Regions from separate parts of the Rattus norvegicus genome. Here region 1 is linked to region 2. Evidence: chromatin contacts called from public Hi-C data. All regions are on one chromosome and are shown on one strand. The core of a region is the stretch at or near the end of the contact, and the rest is flanking DNA. Distances in the headings are between cores, read along the strand shown.

The links. Hi-C and Micro-C count contacts between places; a contact is called where the count stands out from the background.
Region 1: a Hi-C map of liver shows a contact between it and region 2, with 2.6 times the contacts expected there. The contact joins two enhancer-like sites. A contact is called at or near these places in 3 of 12 Hi-C or Micro-C datasets (kidney and liver).

Annotation. Positions count from the first base shown.
Region 1 is chr19:31,790,810-31,798,159 of GRCr8, reverse strand. All of the region lies in intron 1 of Fto (FTO, alpha-ketoglutarate dependent dioxygenase), which reads left to right. Among named protein-coding and RNA genes, the nearest start is that of Fto, 70 kb to the left of the region's middle. Within about 2 kb of position 2,874, at least 11 of the 93 cell types and tissues checked have an H3K27ac peak or open chromatin away from gene starts, as enhancers often do. A contact at or near this core is called in liver, where this site is marked.
Region 2 is chr19:31,755,575-31,762,557 of GRCr8, reverse strand. The region is part of intron 3 of Fto (FTO, alpha-ketoglutarate dependent dioxygenase); the gene reads left to right. Among named protein-coding and RNA genes, the nearest start is that of Fto, 110 kb to the left of the region's middle. Within about 2 kb of position 3,462, at least 7 of the 93 cell types and tissues checked have an H3K27ac peak or open chromatin away from gene starts, as enhancers often do. A contact at or near this core is called in liver, where this site is marked.

The sequences.
Region 1 (7,350 bases), core at 1,625-4,124, 36 kb before region 2:
GGAAGCTGTATTGGTAATGGGCATAGTGTGATGTATTCCTCTCCACCCTATGCAGCTCTTTAATGCCCTGAAACATGCCCCTCCGTGGCCATGGCCTGTTCACTGTGCCCATTTGGTGTAATAATTAGCAGACTTTCTCACTAACACGGGTACTTACCAACGCCTCACGCCTCCACTGTGTTTTTGTACGTGATGGATTGTACATTCCCAGAGAAAGTTGGGAAGGTCAAAGCTTACCCTGGGTCTCTCAGGGCTTCCTTCTGCACATTGGCTCAGGATAGGTTTATATTAACTTGCTTCCGAGCTTCTTCACACCCGAGCAGCGTGTAATACAAACACGTCCGAGCGCTTATGTAAGGGCTCAGTGAAGGTTTGTAAACATAGCACTGTTAATTTTCTACCTTAAATAAATGAGTAGCTGCCTGCATTGGATGACACTTGGTATCAGAACTGTGTGTGTTGGAAGTGAGCAAGCATCAACAGAGAGCCTGGCTTCGGCACCACATCTTGGGTTAAAATGGAGAAGAAAAGTTACACATGGGATTTTAATTTTCTCCATGGCTGTAAGTTAGGCTCCATTTAATTCTTTGTGGTTTTACAAGCCCTTCTAGGCTCCCACTATTTCTATGCCAACAATTTTATCATTTACAGAGCACGATCAGAATTAACTGACAGAAGACTGAACAGGCTGGAAATAAGTTGAAAGCAAGAAATACTTTGTCGGGCCATTAGCTTGTGCTCCGTGACTGGAGGGAGCCTGTTTACCATATCTTTGCTTTGATTCTCTTATTCCTACAGCTGGCATAGTGCCCTCCGCTCTCCTGTGTCTGCCGAAAGATGAAACGAGAGCTCCTAGGAATAACTCTGCTTGTATTTATTTTCTTGGCCCCCAATAAATGTAAGGTGTGGTTTTAATCACCTAGGGTGGCTAAGGAGCTTCCCCTGTTGACTCCATGATGAACTGTAGGGAACTTAACGGGAAGATGTTACAAGCTGGGGTCTCTCGGACTTTGTCACTCATGCTGGGAGGACACACATACATATCATTTGGATTTCCGAGACAGAGTTTCTCTGTGTAGCCCTGGCTGACCTAGACTTCACTCTGTAGACCAGGCTCGCCTCAAACTCACAATATCTGCCTGCCTCTGCCTCCCGAGTGCTGGGGTTAAGAACATTTGCTCTGAGCAGGGCTTTCTTTGTGAGTTCCAGCCCCCACTTTGAAGCGCCTCCCACTTTGCTGCTCCTGCTTCTGCCCACAAGCCTCTGCTCACATCTGTGTCTGTCGATGGTGCATGTATGGATTTGGGTACAGGAAGCTGTGACAAGAGGTTGTTTCTGTATAGCAGCCTCCCAAGGAACAGAGGCATGGACTCGAAGCTAAGCTCTAGAGGCGGGCTTCTGAAGCAATGTTTTGGACTAGCTTGTCAAGGAGCCCCACATCTGCCACATGTGGGCAGGATAGGAATCGGGAAGCCATCATCAGTACAGTCTGTTTGTGAAGACAGACAGCTGTGGTAAAGCCAGAGACAGCCAGAAAAAAGGAAGGTGCCACCATGACAAGTGGTGTTTAAATGGAATGACTTTGTGGCCTTTTCTGGCCTTGTGCTGAAAATCCAGTGTTTGGACAACTACTTTGCAGAGAAAGCCCAAGCCTCACCATGGTGATTATTTTCTTTCTACCTTCTGAGTCTCTTGTATGGGGCCCCGGGCCTGGTGAGGGCTGATACTCACCCAGAGCCTTGGCTGCAAACCAGCATTTTGTTTCTTTCCCAGCATAGCAAATAGCTAGCAGGTACTGTTTAAGTATGTGGTCAGTGCTGTTGACTCCTTTGTTCTGTGTCACTGAGGCACTGTGCTCATTACTGTCCCCTCTGGCTCCCGGAGCTCTAGAGGCTACAGTTTGGTCTCCACCCCCTGGTTCAGGCCCAACTCCTGCCTCCCTGTGCCTTCTCAGTGGTCTTCTCAGGGTCTGGCCCTCTGACCTCCAGTCTTGGTTCCTTTGAACTGAACCATATTATAAATATATTAGAGTTAAAACACAGGGCAACAAATTAAACAGACTCTCTCTCTCTCTCTTTCTCTCTCTCTCTCTCTCTCTCTCTCTCTCTCTCTCTCTCTCAGTCACTCACTCAACAAAATTATGCCTTCACTGTGTTCCTGTCCTTCTCAAAAGCCTTTTGTGGCTGCTTATTACATTCAGGACGGAATCCAGACCCCTCAGCCAGACTCTCTGGACCTTCCATATCAGGGCACGGTCTGTCATCCCCGCCTTATCTCCCGCTCTCCCCTGCTGAAACCGACGGTTAGCCAAAGGTCTAATCACTGATGCTTGATCAGCGGCTTTGATTACTGACTTTTTAGCTCTGCCGCCCTATTACCTGTCGATCTGTTTTCTGCTTTCTTCTTCTCCTCATCACCTTGGCACATGGTTCTTCTCTCCTTTGTTCAGACTTCTTAAAGCACTATTTACTGAGGCGTTTTTATTTTATTACCCGCACTGTTAGTTTTCTTTTCCTGTTTTTCATGTAGGCAGTATAAATATTTGTTATGGATTGATTGATCTGTTGATTCTGCATGGCTTTGACATCCACTTGCTTGGGAAAGGGGGAAGGTAGAGGGTCAATGTGGGGCTGAAGCAGAAGCCTGTGTCTGTGACTTTGTCCTTTTGATTTCTAGTGAAAGGACAAATTAACTATTTGCTTTGAGCAAACTAACGCAGTGTTTTGTGGGTTTAGTATCTGAAAAGGACCCAGGGAGGGAAAGCCTGGGAGTTGAGCTCTTCCCTGTTTGCCAGGCTGGATGAGCTTCTCCCTGCCACAGCCTTGCAGTTTGCTTAAGCGAGGGTTGTGAAATCACAGTGGAATTTGTGGTTGCCTGCTGAGGAGGAGGAAGAGAGGTTCTGAGTAAATCAGACATGCAGATTAGTAAGGCATGGGCTCTAACAGATCATACAATAAGCCCCAAGAAATTCATTTCATCATCTTTCTGCAGGGCGACAATGTGTATGTATGTACACATGTGTACATGTGCTTGTTATGTGTTTGTATGCATGTGTATGCATGTACTTTGTGTGTGTACGTGAAAGCAGCTAATTGTACATTTTCTTTAGTCTAGAGTTCTCAAACTTTTTTTCCCAGCCCTTTTGTACTAAAGTTTATTTAGAATCCCCAAACCTCTTGTTTCTGTAGAAGCTTGTCTGCTGGCAGCTACTGAATCACAAAATAACTTTATTCATTTAATAGTAGCAGGGACTGTGACTTTTTTTTATATAAAAATAAGTTTTCCAATACCAAAATGTATCAGAAAGAGTGACTGTTTTTACATATTAGCAAATCTTTGTATTGTCTAGCACAGTAAAAGCTGGGTTCTCGGAGCTGATGTTGTATCTAGTTGTTCTGCTGTATTGTTTTGCTGGAGGCGTATGAGGAAGATCCAGTCTTCCTCAGGTATTGAGGCGGGGGTATTTGAGTGGGCTTCATTGATAATTCACTGAACCTTGACGAGGGTCAGCTTATTTTTTTCATTTTTACTTTATTTAGTTTTATAATGGTAGTTTTTTAATTAACAAATGATTGTGTAAATGGAGCGCATCGTGATGTTATATCTGGTACCTGCATATATTGTGAGATGGTTAAGTGAGGCTAATTAGCATACCCTTCCCTTGATTATCATTTAGAACCTGGCCTTTTAACAACTTAGAGATGGTAAATTGATATGAACTAGAGTCACCAGGGCTTACTCCTGTGTCCATCCAAACTTGGTGACTCAGTGACATTGGGTTCTCCTTTCTATCCCTGATCCGGATGGCTCTTCTCTCCTGAGTGTCCACAGGCAAGGTCATGCATTCTCTTCCAGCACAGAGTAAAACAGGCAAATACTAACGTTACTAGAAGAGTATCGATCATGAGGAACCTTTGCCAAACCCCCAGACTAGAGACCAATTAGGAAGAGTTCAACAGCAACGCAGGGTAGAAGAGTTTTAGTGTTTGTTTCTTCAAGGCTAATTTCTTTTCCATCCTGGAGCTTAGCCATCAAAAGGAGAAAAGTATTTCTTTCCTATTCTTCATTTCTTAGCGTAGGGTTTAGGGTTAGGGTTAGGGTTAGGGTTAGGCTTTGTTTATCATTTTTAAAAATTTAGCGTTTAAACTTGTATTTAGTTTTGTTTTGTGTGTAGGGGTGTTAGCGTCCACATGTGTGCCTGTGCACCACCTGAATGCAGGGCCCACAGAGATCAGAAGAACGCATCAGGTGGGTGTGAGGCAGCGTGAGGATGGCAGGATCCGAACCCCGGTCCTTTGTAAGATCAGGCAGCTTCCAACAGCTGATTGGTCCTTCTGACCCTTATTCTTTATTAAAAACAACAACAACGGGGGGAGGTCTTGTCTTGTTTTGTTTTTCCAGATCTGTTTCAGTAATAATAAATGCTCAGCTTAAACCACCGTGATTGCTGTTGCTCCTGGTGTTTGCTGGGAAATTAGACACTGAGTGCTGCAGACATGGCAGAGACTGGGCAGGTGGGTGCTCCTGCTGCAGGCACCGGCTGCTGGGGACTTTTGTAAGGGAAGCCTGCTCCAGAGCAAGGCGTCCCCCCCCCTGTCCCCGTGGGCAACAGGCACTCTTTCTTTCCGTCGTGGCCCCACCACGAGCCTTTGCCCGAGTGTGCTCGCTTGCGTGTGTCTGGAGCTCCAGAGAGCAGCTTCCTTCGCTGCTGACCCGGGTAGACTGCAGACGCGAGGCAGCAATTAAGCGGTCATGTAATAGAAGACTCCCAATTTGCCAGTTTCTTTTTTTAACTTCTTGGGTGGTTGGGGTGCATCATTGAAACAATTATTACATTTACTCAAGAGTTTGTCCTTTCTATTAAAAAAGATCCCAGCCAAGTGCCTTAAGGTGAAGCGGAGGGGATTGTGTAACAGAGGCTCTGCAGACTGGTCCTTATTGTTTGAGAAGACTGATTCCTTTGTGCTGCAGCTTGGCACCCAGAATCGCTTTTAATTTAACAGTCCAGCTCCTTTAATGATCAATTCTCTATTGTGTTCTGAGGTTGGTACACTCTCAGGCTGCTCTCCAAGGCATCAGCTTCTTTGGAGAAATGGGGGCAGGGGTATCGAAAAAGGCCTAATCATTTGGTTATAATTTATAGTCAGGTCCCAATCCCCTTATTAGAGAATGTTCTCCAGGGAGAGTATCTATATTGTGTCGGGTGCTTTGCTGGTGTTTTTTTACTCTTGTGTAATCCTGGTGGAGGGGTTGCATACGGGTGCTTTTCTTCCTTCCGTTGCTTCTAAGAGGGATAAGAATGAACCAGGTCACTCTTATCTCATACCTGCTCACCTGCCTTAGATTTTCACACACTGTTGTAATCCATTCAGTTGGATTCATGGGTTAAAATTATAAATGAAATTGTATAACTTCTATGCTTAAGATACTCAGTGGCTCCAAGTTGCCTATGAGCTAAGGTCCTTCTTTGCTGGTGAACAGGCCCTACTTACCCAGTTCTCACATCACTGAGGACCACCTGCAGTCTGTTGCAGTCCACATTTGCTGGACTAATAGCCTTCCTTTTGTCCCCAGAGCCCCCAGGCTGGGTCTTCCTCAGAGCTTGGCCGGTCCCAGAATTTGACTCCGCTCTCAGCCTCTTGGGATTGAGTCTCACCTGAAGCCTCTTGTTTTGGTCTTCACTGAGCAACCAGGCTCTTGTTCCCCACAACCCTTAATTTTTTAAAAATATATTTTAAAGTATTTGTGTGTCTATTTAGGGGTATGTGCACTCGAATGCAGGTGTCCATGGAGGCCAAAAGAGGCCATTGGATCCTCTGGAGCTGAAGTTACAGGCACCCGTGAGCTGCCTGACATGGGTGCAGGAAACTGAGCTCAGGTCTTCTCCCGGAGCAGCAAGTCCTCTTCCTCAGCGGGTCACCTTCCTATGTGGTTGTCTCAAGTCACTGTTCCCCTGTCTTTGCCTCCCTGTGCTGCTGCTATTGCAGGTGTGTGCCACCCTGACCAGCACCGTCACCCTGACCGGCACCGGAGTCTGTTTCCACGGAACCATTTAGTGTGGTGGAGGATGAACCTCTACTGTTAGCTTCCAGTCATGGCGTGCCACACACTGACCTTGGATGAATGCCTTCGTCATTCAGAATTTTAATTTATTCCCCTATAAATGGAGATAGTGTGACTAAATAATACTGGAATAGTTAGCTGTTGTTAGATATTATTTCCATGTAGTAATATCCAATCCCACTTCATAGGTCACTGTATATTTATTTAGGCCTTTCTCTCTTTCTTGCCTCTAGTGCAGACTGTATGAGGGAACCATCTTTATCCTAGATTCAAATGGTGTTTGACATATAGTAGGCACTGTCTAAATCTTTGTTGCGCATTAGAACATGCACTATCTTTGGTTTGCAAATGGAGCAGTCATCAGAGGGATTCACAGCTACTGAATGATGGTAGACCAGGCTTGGGCCTCTTCACAGTAGAGCCTCGCCCTTCCCTCTGGTTCACAGTCTCTGCCTGGGCCTTCCTGCGCCTCAGGCGCTCTCATGTTTGGCCCGTGATTTTCATGTTCCTTCTGTGTGTGTTTACACGTGTGTGTCCATGTATGCTTACAGAGGCAGGAGGACAGCTCTGGGTGTCTTCATCTTAAAAAATAACTTTTGGAGGCAGGGTCTCCCCCTGAACGTAGGGTGGACTGGTTAGCAGTGAGCCTGGTGAGACATCTCCCTTCACTTTCTAAGCTGTGGGATTCCAAGATACCAAGCCATTGTTTGTTTGAAAATGTTGGTTCATGGGATTCAGCTAAGGCCCTTATATTTTTGAGGCATGTACAATACTGACCAAGCTATCTCTCAGGTCTGGGTTGCCTTATAATGTAAATCCAGTGGGAGTCATGAAATGGATTCAACGGTGTTTTGTATTATGTGTTGTTAAAAGAACAGGAGTTAGGAGCAGACGTCAGTTAGGAGAGTGATTCCCCTACCCCAGATTCAATGAATGGTTTCAGAGCTGTCCTGACTCTTGCTGTGGGATACAGAGGTGCCGACCTGAGGTGAGATGCTGGAGTAGAGCCATGTCTGTGACTTGGAATAAGGATGGGCCCTGGGTCCTGAGCCTGGATTTGGGCTGTTGTACTTTTTTCAAGATGAAAGCAGTGGATGGTCTCCTGAGAAAAGTCCCTGTGCACTGGGGTTCATGAAACCTCAGGACCTCAGTGCAGGAGATAGAAGGGAGTAGGACACGTGCGTTTACTTTCCTAGAAGCGAGGCTTAGCACTTGCCTCTCCGCAGTCTCCAGCACTGCCTCTTGAGTGAGGTCGAGTGAGGTGAATTTAGCTATTTTCAAGGTTCT
Region 2 (6,983 bases), core at 2,213-4,712:
GAGGGCACCAGTCAGAGAGTGCAGCTTACCCGTGGAGCACTTCCCAGGGTGCATTGGGAGTTCAGATCAGAAGTGATTATTTCCTTCTAAACTTGAATGAGCTGCAGATTAAGGTCTTTGTGGACTTGCTCTCACTCCCTTTCCCAGGGAGTCTCCTGTATATTTAAAATGAGCTGATCATTACTCTTTGGTCTATTTTCATGAGAAGAAGCCATTGAGAAGTAATTTGTATAGGATACGTGTAATTATATTCTAAATTCATTGGACTTCACATGCATTTTCCGCTAATAGATATCTCGAGAAGGAAGATTGAAATGGTACAATTTTTAATCAGGAATGGCTTTGGGGAACCATATGTAAATAGGCAGAGTATTTGATTTTCATATATTTCAGGCTTGGTGGCAATTGCTTGTTACTCCTTAGCTATAAAAAAAAAAAGAAATTTAGCAGGGATGGCATTAAAACTTATAGTTAATATTGTCCAACATCTTGTTCTTTGATTGAAACTCCTTCAAAGATGCCACTCAGACTTTAGCTGTTGGTTATCCTTTTGTGCAGGAGTGCGCCCGCATGTGCATGTGTGCAGCGTGTGCATGCGCATCCGCAGAGGTTTGGTCTCTTTAAAAGCCCAGTTATGTTATGTGGATATGCTCTGTTTTTTTATCCCAGGCGTGGGATATGGGGCTGCTTCGGTGTGCCCACCACGGTTCCCTGTGATTGTCTCCTGCACTAGAAGGGTGTGATCTTTGCCAGCTGCAGATGGTTTAGTTCTGGGTGACTTTGGAAAGGGGATAGATTTGCCAGAGAGGGACAAGAGCACTTGGAACAAGGCGGCAGCTGCTTCTCCTGCTGGTCCCTGCTCCTGTTCCACTGCTGCTCTTGTTGGGTTCTCAAGTGGTCGAGAGAAAAGAGGTGAGAGGAAACGATTAGATGAAGACTGGACTCGCCCCCAGGGACTCAGTGCCCCTCATCAGTGGGAAGTAGTCTAAAGAGAACTCAGCGCCCCCTTCTCCCTCTAACCTTCTTTCTTTCCTACCTGGTTTGGGGTGCTGGAAGGGATCCGGGTGGAGGAGGGTGATAGATGTAAGAACCGGAATAAAATAAAAAATTAAAAAAAAAATACACTCCACAGGTGGGTGTGCAGGCTGTGCGTGGGCATATGGAGGGCAGTGAAGGTCAGTGGGTATTCCTGTCCCCCACTGCCTGGACACAAGGTCTCTCAGTGAGCTCATTGCCCTCATGCTGAGGTTGCAGTTAAGTGCTCACTGGGGGTTTGAACTCAGGTCCTGATGGTTGTAAAACCAGGATTCTTACCCACTGAACCATCTTTCCATCTCCCTATTACCAATTTTTTTTTTTTTTTAATTTATGGAAGGAGCAATTCCCTGTCACATTGACTTTACAGGAAAAGCGACCCATACATTTTTAACTAGTGCCCAGTGTAATGGATTCTCATCTTTAGTTTCTGGATGGAAATTTCTGAAGGACTAAGGAGGCTAAGCCATGCTCCCCGTGCAACTTGCGATAGTCTAGAAAGTTAAGGCTCTGCAGTGACTTCCTCTGACGTCAGGGCTCCTATGTGGGGAAAGGTATATCACTTGGAGGGTGTAATTTGTGCAGCTGATTCTTAAATCTTTATCATGCAGTGAGTAGGCTCAGACTCCATAGTTTGTGGTTAACTTGATGAAAAACCAGCTTGTAATTGAAGGTAGAGGTTGCGAAGCGTTGATCGGTTTTCAAAGTGTTACTATTTGTTGTTCTCACCTCCTAGTGTCTCTGTTTTAGGTCTCGGAACTGATTTGACGCATGTTTGACATCTTTGCAGAACTTGCTTGGTTCTGTAGACGTTGGGTGCTCCTACCCACTTCTTACCATCTAGGAAGTTGTCCTGTGTTCACTCAGTAGTCGGTATGCATTCCTGTATGCCAAGCAGTCTTCTAGTCGTTCGGCATGCAACAGTGAGCGAGACAGAAATAGCTGCTTCTGTTGAGAATGTGGAAGGAAGGGTTGGGCCTTGTTCTGTTACTGTAGAAAGTACCGGGCTTAAACCTGGAGTGAGACAGGAGTCAGTCACAGGATTGTGAGTAGAAAGGAGGCAGCACTGAGAACAGGAAGGAGAGTGGGAAGAGTTTACCCAACAGCCCAGATATGGGCAGCAGTAGAGCAGGTAGAGTTGCTGGTCCTGTCAGGATAGCACCCCATGTGAATGACAGGACAACAGTGTCGGTGAAGAAGACTTTCAGGGGAGGCCCAGGTCAGTGGAAGGCTTGAGGCAGCAAGGGTGGAGAAGTCTCTATCCTGGTAGCTTTAGTCTCGTTAAATGCAATTCAGGAGTCTCTCTATACTGTAATGCTCTAACTCCCTGGTGTGGAAGCCATCGTCATAGTCAGGGAAGATGGACTGTGGCCCCAGGACTGTGTTTGTGCCCTGGGTGAATCCTTGTTGCTGTCTGTGGGCGTCCACAGATCTTGTGTTAAGGTGACTACTTCACATTGTGTGAAGCTGTGTCCCTGTATTTTCACTTGTGAATTCTATACTGTCAAAGAGCTTAATGCTGCAAGATTTTGATATTATGGTTTCTGGGGTCCATTATCAGTTTTATATTTGTAAATACTTGTCTTTGCACACCTGCTTAGACACTTAAGAGATCAGACAGCCCTCCATGGAGAGGCAATCTAAGAGATGTATCAGGTGTTGTCTCGCTGCTGATTGGTTGTAATGAAGAACCAAAGGCCAATAGCTGAGGCAGGAAGTATGAAGGCGGAACTTCCAGGGAGAGAGAGTGAAACAGAGAAGAAAGCTGAAGCAAGCGAAGAGAATCAAGAGAGACTTGTAAGGGAGTGGACTTGCATCAGAGCAGTCCAGGGAGGTGAAGAGCTGGTCTTGTGGCGGGTCACAGTGCTAGAATAGTCCGGTTAAGTTCAGATAGTAGATGGGAAACTGCTCCAGCAAAAGGCCAAAGCTTTACACTGTGAAATTCTCTGTGCCTTATCTGTCTATTCCACAGGTAGGTCTGCCAAAGTCCCGCAATACTGCTTCCTGTTACTAGTTGTCCTTTCCTAAAGTTTGCACAAGTGAAAATTGTATATACTCGTTTAAAATGTTTTTGACCTGAGTTAGGTCACTTAGGATAATTATTTTGAGGTTTTTCCATAGTTTTTGAGTATCATTAGTTCAGTCCTGTTTTCCTTTCTTCTCTGTTACGGCACAATTATTATGCATGAGGCTGTTACATAATTATTTAAATTATATGGTCATTCAGTCAGCGCATCGAGGTTACCACTGTCCGAAAGCTTCCATTTCTCCATACAAACCCCTGAGCCTCTCCTCCTTCATCCCCTAGTTAACCAGGCTCTCCTGTCTGTCTGTATCGATTTTGGTAGGGTGCCTCAGTTGTGAAAACAAAATTCCTGTGAGGTTACCGCTGGCCCTGTTCGTTCGACTGTTATCAGTCAGCCACAGAGGAATGTTTGCTGAGCTTGCCTTGCTTTAGCAAGCAGTTCCGGGCAGGGGAGACCACAGGCCTGCATGTGTGTGTCCCCCCCCCCCCCCCCCCCCGTGGCTGCATTCATTTCTCGTTCTCAGGCCCCTCATTCGCCTCCACAAAATGTTCCAGCTAGATTCCCCACCCCCACCCCACCCCCCACCTCGCAGACTCCTCCATTCTCTTCGGAGACAAACGTCCTCTTGCCGCGTGTGCTAGTAATCGGTCTCTTCTGTTGATGTCAGACTCTGGTCTCTTTCCTGACTTTTGTCTATGAGACACTGCACTCTAACATCTAACTACTCTAGGTGTCTTGTGTGCTGAAAATCATGCCCTCTTCATTTACTTTATTGAACATTCTTTCTTAATAATTGTGCGTTAGAATATTTTTCAGAATTCTATTCCTTATTATGTCTGAATACGAGTCACTTCATTGTGTGTGTGTGTGTGTGTGTGTGTGTGTGTAATACATAATACATACAGTATATATTTACATATAGTGTATATCACTATCCTGGTTAGCTTTTGGCTCTTGTTTTATTTTTGTTTTAAAACAGTTTCTTATCATGGACCTTTACCCAGCCTGCAACTCACTGTGTAGGTCAGGCTAGCCTCAGACATATAGAAATCTCCCGGGGTTGGGGATTTAGCTCAGTGGTAGAGTGCTTGCCTAGGAAGCGCAAGACCCTGGGTTCGGTCCCCAGCTCTGAAAAAAAGAACAAAAAAAAAAAAAAAAGAAATCTCCCTGTTTCTGCATAGAGTGCTAAGATAAACGTGTGTGTGCCACCATGCCCAGGTCCCTGGTTAGTTTTTATTGTCACCTTGACATAACCTAGAGTTGCCTGGAAAGGGGACACTTAACTGAGGATCTGCCTAGATCAGATCATATTGGCCTGTGGGCGTGAGTGTGTGACATTTTGTTGATTGATAATTAATGTGGGGGAGTATCCATCCCATGCCTAGGCAGATGGTCCTGTGTTGTATAAGAAAGCTTAACTAAGCCAACATCAGACAGTGGGCCAGGCAGCAAGCAGCATTTCCCCATGGTTTCTGCTGTACTTCCTACTTGATCCTGCCCTGACTTCCTCCATGGTGGACTGTGACCTGGAAGTGTAAGCTGAAATAAATCCTTTCCCCCCGCTAAGCTACTTGTGGTCATGGTGTGTGTCACACAACAGAAACCAAAATTAGGTCGCATTTTGCTTACTTGGTCCTTACTGACAGTCATTTAGGTTGCTCCCACCATTGTTTTAGGAATACTCTGAATAGTTTTTGGTCTGTGCTTTTACTCCTCGGGGCCTGTTGTGTACACAGAGGTGGATCAGATGGTAATCCTCTGCTGCTTGTTTGTTTCTCTTTGGGGAACTCCGCTCTGTTTTCTACAACAACTGCATGGTCTTACTCTCCCACCAGTCACGTTGCCCCAGATGTTGTTGTTTGTTGCACAGTAGCCTTCTAGTGTGTGGGACATGGCGCTGGTTTTGTGCTCTTCCTTGGCCAGCGGCTCATCTGGAGCAAGCATTGTCCCTGTGCTGTCATCCATTTAGACATCTTTAGGGAAGTGCCTTACAGTCTTCTGCTCTTTCTTAATTGGAGTTTCATCAGATTGGATTAGTTTTCTCATAGCTGAGAAGGATTTAACTTGGCTTGAAGTTCTTGAGGGCGTAGTTGCCACAGAAAGACAGACAAGGCAGCAAGAGCTGGAGCCAGCCAGACTGAAGCAGAACCAGGACGGGAAGTGAAGCCTGTAACATCGACCCGGAAGTGACCTACTTCCTCCTAGAAGGCTCCACCTCCTTAGAGTTCCATAGCCTCCTAAAACCCCTCCGCCAGCTGGGGACCAGGTGTTTATTCAGACGCAGGAGCTTAGGGGCCATTTTGCATTAAGCCATGTTGGAGTTCCTCATGTGTTCCAGGTATTTATTGACTATGGGAATTTTAGTTTTTGACTCCAATGATGGATTGGATCCTTTTTTTTTTTTTTTTTTAAATGCTGTCTTGATGCAGTTAGGAGAGGTGGACAAGTTGGAGTGGAAAGATTTCTCTGACTGTGATACTAATTAGACAATTCAATCCTGTGCTATTGATTAACATAATTCATACTAATTGGTTGTAGGACCTTGGGCAAGTTCCCTGAATTCTTTGTGCTTCCCCATTTCTTTTTCATTCATAAAGAGCTAAGAAAGAACCCCCTCAGGACTTCGAAAACAGCACCTAATAGATGTTTTCTAATAATAATAGTAGGCTAAATTATTGCAGTCACATAATTTAAAGTTCTCAAATGTTCCTGTAAGACATTTGCTAAAGAGAGCTATAGTATGTGCTCCTTGCCTGGATGTCTCCACTCGGGGTTGAGGGAAGGGCAGTCATTCTGTTATGTCCTTCTAGCATGTTTGGGGATGCCGTAACATGCTCTGTTTTGTGTGATCGGCTGTAGTCATGATTTGGAAGCCGAGGGTTCTCCTTGTTCTCTCTTCTGCCCCTCTGCCTGCACACACACTCTCCTCAGTTTCCTGCTCCTGTTTTGAGATCGGCTATCATTTGGTTAAACGGGTCCCCAGCCTCCGCGGTAAGCATCTCTGTGAAAATGCTGTTCAGCACATTGAATATGCTCAGGTTACTTTTTAAACATTCAGCATTTCTGACGGATCTTGCCTTTTCTGTTTGCACAGTTGTCTCTGTACTTAAGACCAGTTAAATTTCACATCCACTGTCTGCCACCTGTCTAAGTCTCTCTTCAACACTGTCAGATCAGCTCTTCTGTCGGGTTCATATTTTTGGAGAGACGGTCTTCCAGAAACATCTGATCTGCTCTGGTTGGGACTGGCCATCTTCTGCACCTGATGGCACTGTCCCCTGTAACCTCTGCAGCACAGTGCAGACAGTTACTTTGTCTTTGTTCCTCTCATCCTCACCTATACCCTCTTAACATGTTTTCTGGCCTTGGTGAACATGTTCTCCAAATACCCTAGAGAAGAAGTTCTTAGGATGTAATCACATTTTTAAAATATTACATGTGTTTCTTTACTGTGTGTGTCGGTGCGCCTCCATGTGTGTCTCTGTGGTGTGTGCACATGTGGAATGCTGTATGCATGCATGTGTGCATGTGGCATGCTGTATACGTGGAGGTCAGAGCACGTCTTGTAGGGTGAGTTCTCTCCTACACCATATGATCCTGAGGTTAAACTAAGGTTGTCAGGCTTCGTGACAAGCACCTGTACTCACTGAACCCTCTCCTGACCCAGGATGTAAATTTTTTATTGTAATGGGCTTCAATTATTTTCATTCTACTTTGAATTGAGTATTTATTTTGGGTATAGAAATAAAATACATGCTCTGGGAGGTGATGGTACTCATCTTTAATAACCCCAGCACTCAGGAGGCAGAGGCAGGTGGATCTCTGTGAGTTGGAGGCCAGCCTGGTCTGCAGAGTGAGCTCCAGGCTACACAGAGAAGCCTAGTCTCAAAAAAATCAAAACAAAACACAACACAACACTTT